Linked DNA regions of Sus scrofa: region 2 is linked to region 1. A link is a contact called in public Hi-C data. All regions are on one chromosome and are shown on one strand. Each heading gives the region's core, a stretch centred on a gene start, on an enhancer-like site or on the middle of the called end of the contact. The rest is flanking DNA. Distances are from core to core; before and after follow the strand shown.

What was found. Hi-C and Micro-C count contacts between places; a contact is called where the count stands out from the background.
Region 2: a contact with region 1 is called in a Hi-C map of embryonic fibroblasts, with 4 times the contacts expected there. The contact joins the promoter of DDAH2 here to the promoter of LY6G5C in region 1. A contact is called at or near these places in 2 of 5 promoter capture datasets (fetal liver and fetal skeletal muscle), 23 of 47 Hi-C or Micro-C datasets (adipose tissue, alveolar macrophages, blood and 15 more) and 2 of 2 datasets of contacts at active chromatin or transcription factors (alveolar macrophages and skeletal muscle).

Annotation. Positions count from the first base shown.
Region 1 is chr7:23,794,329-23,797,711 of Sscrofa11.1, reverse strand. LY6G5C (lymphocyte antigen 6 complex locus protein G5c) reads left to right here and starts at 1,745. Exons shown (of 3, transcript XM_003128309.4): 1 at 1,745-2,074. The coding sequence starts at 1,978.
Region 2 is chr7:23,841,037-23,844,419 of Sscrofa11.1, reverse strand. It overlaps DDAH2 (N(G),N(G)-dimethylarginine dimethylaminohydrolase 2), which reads left to right and starts at 1,906. Exons shown (of 7, transcript XM_021098458.1): 1 at 1,906-2,130; 2 at 2,966-3,327. The coding sequence starts at 3,031. It overlaps CLIC1 (chloride intracellular channel protein 1), which reads left to right. Exons shown (of 7, transcript XM_021098462.1): 6 at 14-195; 7 at 1,170-1,591. The coding sequence ends at 1,331.

The sequences.
Region 1 (3,383 bases), core at 496-2,995:
AGAGAGAGAGAGCGCTGTGAAATTCCGTTCCGCCTTTTCTTTGCTCTCTTTGCCTCAAGAGCAGCCTCCGCTGTTTTTCTTTTCTTCTATCACTCTGTCACCCACTCAGCAAACATTTATGTAGGTGCCGGGTGCTCCTCCCCAGTTCTCCATTACCCTGACTTTTCTCTCCAATAATTCTCTTATTTTATCATCCCAAGGCTCTCGGGGCGTGCGCAGTGGCGTACGTTTTCCTCCTGTATTTCTTCGTTCACGTCTGTTTTACTAGGCATGTGTCTCCGTCCGTTTCTTGCCATCTTCCACCGCAGCACCCCGAGACCAGAAAAAAGATTCTCGGAGAGTCTGGCACTTTAGCAGGAAAACCTCGCCAGACCCCGCCCCAAACCTCCAGACCGGAAACTGGGGCAGGTGGGGGGCGCGTTCCTGGGAGCCAGGGACCTCCCCTGACCTACTGACCCTTAAAGTAAAAATCTGGGTGGGTCTCACTCACCAGAGGGAGACTGACCTGGTGAGACGCCCGCGGGGCAGGCGAGTCGGGCCAGCAGGCCCCCGACGGAAGAAACGGATGGGGCGCCTGGAGCCCGTCCGCGGCAGCTCATTGGTTGCTGTGAGGTCTCCGGAATCCTGGACTGGGAGGGACGTTGGCGCCATAGTGCCACCTTCCGGGGAAGCCGTGCAGTGCTCTGGGTGGCAGCGGGGGCCGGACGCCCGGGTTTCTTCCCAAGTGCCTGGCCAAGAGCTGAGCTTGGGCGGGCGGCCGCCCTCGCGTCCTCCCAAAAACTCTGAAGTGCAGCCAGGCGTGGAGAGCGAGCGCACAGCGCCGGAGCCTGTGGGCGCCGGAGATCGGACCCAATGACCTGCAGCTGAGCTGAGGCGGGCCCGGAAAAGCGGGGGCATAGGGAAAGGCTCTGGCTTCCCAGAACCCACAGGGCGTAGTGGGCTAATACGGTCCCTGGAGACTCAGGTGTCCTCGCTTTTGGATTTCTGACACATCTTTCCCATTTTGGAAAATGGTATCACAATCACTCCCTTTCGCAAAGCCTATCTCCCTTCCCTCACCTCACAAGCAGTCTGAATCTGTCCCGTCTTCCTGGGAAACGTAGCTCAGATTCCTGCACCGCTCAACTTCCCTCTCTTCTGTTAGACCAGGCTGCCATCTTGTGACTGGACTTGGGAATAGCTTCCTAACTGGTTTCCCGGCCTCAGAAATCTACAAACAGAAATCTGAACCTGTTACTCCTCTGCTGAAATCCTTTTGGTTTGTAGTAGCCACAGCTCAGGTGCTTCCTCCTCCCCCATCTCCCGTCACTGTCTGTTGACTTGTCTTCTGCACTAAACTGTGTGCTCCGTGACGATAGGGGCTTTGTGCAATATTGTATCCCCAACATCTGATGCAGTGATTCAATGAATGTCTGTTAAATTCATACGAAATGCGTTTCTTCTTTTTTTTTTGTTTTTTTTTTTGTTTTTTTTTTTTTGTCTTTTTGCTATTTCTTTGGGCCACTCCCGCGGCATATGGAGATTCCCAGGCTAGGGGTCCAATTGGAGCTGTAGCCACCGGCCTACACCACCACAGCCACAGCAACGCGGGATCCGAGCCGCATCTGCAAACTACACCACAGCTCATGGCAACGCCGGATCCTTAACCCACTGAGCAAGGGCAGGGACCGAACCCGCAACCTCATGGTTCCTAGTTGGATTTGTTAACCACTGCGCCACGATGGGAACTCCTCTTTCTTTCCTTTCTTTTTGCCACGATGGGAACTCCTGAAATACGTTTCTTTTCTCATTCTTTTTGTTGGGTCCTTGTCCCCATGCCAGGATGTTAGGCCCCAGAATGGCTGTGGGTGAGGACACTCTGTCCCTCCGGCTGTTCTAGCTCTGAATTCCGCCCCAAAAGGATGTTGCCTCTCCCTTTCCTCTTGGTCAACTTCTCTTCCATCAATATAAGGCCAAACTGGAGGCTGGTGGGCAGTCATGCATTTTATGGCAGGCCCTGCAAGTAGCTGGAATATGGGCTTCCACCAAGCCCTGGCCCTCTTAATAATGCAGGTCATGATGAGCTTGGTGTTTGGTAAGTGTCTCTAAGGGGTCAGAAGGATCTCCTAGCCTGCTGGATAGAGAAACCCACAGACACCAGATGTCTGGGTACATGTGCCAAGGGCATTCAGGTAAACCAGGCAGGAGGAAAGATGGGGTGGGTGGGCTTGGTGGGATAATGACTGGGGACTGATAACGGGCTGATGTTCACTCTGAGAGAGATTTCAGGTGATTACTGGAGGGTTTTCTCACTTAATAGCAGTCACCTGAGTGGAGATATTAAAGAGAACCTCTTTGAATCCGAGGGCAATACAGAAGAGGGAGGGTTGGGGGAACACGCCAGATGACAGCCCCAGGATCCAGCGTAGAACAAGGATGAATCCAGCCTGATAACTCGCTTGGCTGCAAATCACCATCTACACAGAAACAAGATTCAAAGTGTTGGCTCATCATCAGCCTCACACCAAGGGTTCTGCTGGGGACACGTTAACGAGTGGTCTGGGCCTGGGACCGGAGGAGGAGGGAGATGAACAGGCATGTGTTTGTGAAGGGCTTAGGTGAACAAAATTAAAAATGAATCTGTTCAAGAGTTCCCGTCGTGGCTCAGTGGTCAACGAATCCAACTAGGAACCATGAGGTTGCAGATTCGGTCCCTGGCTTTGCTCAGTGGGTTAAGGATCCAGCGTTGCCGTGAGCTGTGGTGTAGGTTGCGGCTCGGATCCAGCGTTTCTGTGGCTGTGGCTGTGGCTGTGGTGTAGGCCAGCAGCCACAGCTCCAATTAGACCCCTAGCCTGGGAACCTCCATATGCCGCTGGTGCGGCCCTAGAAAAGGCAAAAAGACAAAAAAAAAAAAAAAAAAAAAAAGAATCTGTTCAGTGGGACCCCCTCAAAGAATATGGCTTTGGGCTACTCGAAGTCTCTGTCTACATGTCTTGTGCTGATGCACTCTTATGTTTTCACTTCTGCTAATTACAGATGAAGAAAGCATATTCCAGGAGTTCCCACTATGGTACAGTAGGTTAATTATCCAGCATTGCTGCAACTGTGGTTCAGAGTCAATCCCTAGCCTGGGAACTTCCATATACCATGGATGCAGCCAAAAATGAAAGAAAAAAGAAAAGAAAGCATATTCAAAAGACTGTCTGGGGTGGGGGACCATGAAACCAAGTCACAGAGGAAGAACTGTCCTAACAAGGCTGCCAAAACTTGGAATAGGCTGCCTTGGCCTAAACTTTGAACTTAGAGACTTACAGAGTGCTGGTAGACACATTAGTCCCTCAAATAAATGTTTAATTAATTAATTAATTTCTCATTTCAGGAGGTGTAAGAGCAGAGAACGGAGA
Region 2 (3,383 bases), core at 657-3,156, 47 kb before region 1:
TTCTTTTGCACAGACCTGGAGAAGGGGCTCCTGAAAGCCCTGAAAGTCTTAGACAATTACTTGACATCCCCTCTCCCAGAAGAAGTGGATGAGACCAGTGCTGAGGATGAGGGCATCTCTCAGAGGAAGTTTCTGGATGGCAATGAGCTCACTTTGGCTGACTGCAACCTGTTGCCAAAGCTCCACATAGTACAGGTGGGCAGTCATTGAGGGAGAAGGGGATGGTCACTGCGATGGCTCTTTAAGGGACTCCCACACAGGCTTCCCATGACAACCTCTGCAAAGGCAGTTTCTTTCTCACGGTGGTTTCCAATAGCAGACACTACCCTATCCCTTCTTGGCAGTCTTTGCTGGCAAGACCACTGCTTGAGGGATACAAGGTGTGGGTGCAAACAATAATATATTCCCAGTACGGCTTTCAAGAATGTTCTTCCTGTCTCTATCCTTGCCAAATCCCCAGATCAGGCAGAGCAGGCTTTTCCTAAAATCAAACTTTAAGTCTCCAACTTCAGTCTCCACTTCCTTTTGTGGAAGATGAAGACTGCTGGTTCCCATGTTTTTGTCAGAGCTCAAAGCTGTGGTGTAGTTTGTGAAACATGGACCCAAGATGAAACTGACATTGCAGCCCAATGTCAGTCTGCTGCAGAATGGTCTATTGAAAATCTGTACTAGGCACTAAAAGACACGAGGATATGTGGTATTGGCCGCAAAGGATTTGAAATCTGAGGGAAAAAAAAAACATTCACATGAAAGTTAAATAATAATACATGACTAAAGACCAAATGAAAAGTAGGCAAAAGTTGCTATGGAAATTCAAGAGGAGAATTTTATTGTTTGTGAATTATATCTCAAAATCAAGAGAGGAAAACTAGCACCATGGATTGGGGTGATCTGAATGGGAGCTGGTGACAAATGGCCAGGATTTCAATAACTGGAGAGGAAGGGTGAAGACCTTACAAGACAACGAGGAGTTAAGAAAGCTGATTGAACATGATTCATGTGAGAGATAAGAACCATAAAGAGAAACCAGATAGTGGACTTGAATACCTGGACCAGAAGGCTAGATTTTATCCTGTAGGCTTTGGAAGAAGGGAAAGACCTAAAGCAGGGCAGCCCTTGTGACTTCCCTGAGGCTAACCTGTTTGTCCTTCTGCCCTCTCCATGCCCAGGTGGTCTGTAAGAAGTACCGGGGATTCTCCATTCCGGATGCGTTTCGTGGAGTGCATCGATACCTGCGCAATGCCTATGCTCGGGAAGAGTTTGCCTCCACCTGTCCAGACGATGAGGAGATCGAGCTGGCCTACGAGCAAGTGGCCAAGGCCCTCAAATAAGCCTCTCCTGGGGCTCCTTCTCCCCCCTCCTCCATTTCCTTCACAAAGGCCCTGGGTGTTTTCCACGTGGCTACGCAATGGAAATGGACACACTCCAAAATGGGGCAGTGGGCACAGAATCCAGGAGCATTTGTGCAGGGCTTGCTGGGGGTGGGGGGTGGGGGTGAGGAGAAAGGATGGGAGATCTGGGTGAGATTTTTATTGTGGGGTGGGGTGGGTAGGACGACGTTGTTTCAGTAATAAAATACAGAATGAAAATCTAGTGTTTTTACACAAAGGGACCTTGAAGTGTGGGTGACACAGAATGAAGGGTGGGTCAGTGACCTTGAGCTCCTGGCAGAAGCCAGGAATTTAGAAGAAGCACGTTCGTGATGGGGCTGCCATTTTTACCGCCGGTCCACCGCAGCGCTGTCTGGTGTTCCATGTCGCGTTTGCAGCCCAGCCGCCAGGGCCGGCCAGATCTGGGTGGGCCTGGGCTGCGCTCCTGGGGCGGGGCTGAATTCGAAGCAGGGGGAAGGGGGGCGCAGTCCCGGTAGAGTGGGCGCGGCATAGCTGGGCGGAGTGGGCGTGGCCTCCTTGAGCCCTGCCCCGTCCCGCTTAGACAATGCCCCGGAGCCGCCAGACCGTTGCGCCCCCGCCCCACTGTGGTACTGGAGCTCGTCTACCCCGGGACCCCTCAAAGCCAAAGCTCCAATCCCCGAGGCTTGAAGGCTAGGACTCTCTTCACCAACTCTGTCCTCAGGGGGGTGGGGCCCCAGCCAAGATCACAGAGCTGCGGGAGTGGGGGTGGCCGCTGGAGGTGAGTCTGGGGTGGGAGGTGTCTCTTGTGTGAGCCGGAGTTTGGGGGTGCTGGGCCCCTGCTTGCACCAGACAGTGCGGAGAGTCGATATTTGGGTGCGGAGCTGAGTCGGGGTGGACTTTGGGGAAGAGAGATCTCGAGACTGGGGGACGATCCTGGCTCCCAGTGTGGCGCCTGCTCCCCAGAACCACGCCCCCCATTTCCCCCCGACCCGGCGCGCGCCCCTCGGATTTCGTTTTAGACCTCTCCCAGTCCTTCGGGACTCGGTCTGGTTTACACTGGGTAGCTCTAGGGACGGAGCGATCGGCTCGGGTGGAGAGAGGATGGTTAACTCCTTAGGACCTAATTCCTCCCTCCTTGTCCCTCTTTCCCTTTCTCGTTCGGACATCCAGAACTTCCATCCCCCAGGCCCTGACTCTCTCCCCAGCTGTCTCCCGTCCCATAACCCCTTTGCGTCCCTCGCCGCATTTCGGGTCCCTAAGGCAGCGAGCAGCTGAGGGTTAAGGGGGCGGGTCTGCTGCATTTTTGGGGAATGAGCGCATCCTAGCGGCTGCCAAGAGGGGCTCCCGGCCGGGACCTCTCCAAGCCCCCGAGATGGGGCAACAGGTGTTTTGGAGATTAGGGATTCCGATCTTATTCCTCCGACTCCCCCTAAAGCGGTAGAATCGCGAGGATTCTGGGTGGAGTGGGGTCGGCCTGAGAGGAAGGCTTGGAGGGGGTGGGGCGGAGTGGGAGGGGCACCCGGAGATGGCAGGAGGAAGACCCGGGCGCTCTTAACCACCCCCACTATGCCCTTCTCTGTGTGTCTCTTTCTCCTTTTTGTTTCTTCTCCCAGACCGGTGAAGTAAAAAGAGAAAACTAAGAAATCAGCGTGGCCGGAGGGGGGTCCGTGTGGATGGGATGGGGACGCCAGGGGAGGGGCTGGGCCGCTGCTCCCATGCCCTGATCCGGGGGGTCCCGGAGAGCCTGGCGTCGGTGGAGGGTGCGGGGGCTGGCCTCCCGGCCCTGGACCTGGCCAAAGCTCAGAGGGAGCACGGGGTGCTGGGTGGTAAACTGAGACAGCGATTGGGGCTGCAGCTGTTAGAACTGCCTCCTGAAGAGTCGCTGCCGCTGGGACCGCTGCTCGGTGACACCGCGGTGATCCAAGGGGATACGGCCCTAATCACGAGACCCTGGAGCCCCGCCCGCAGGCCGGAGGTGAGCCGGAGGGTTGGGGTGGTGGGAAAGGAGGATCTGGACGTCTGAGGCTTTAG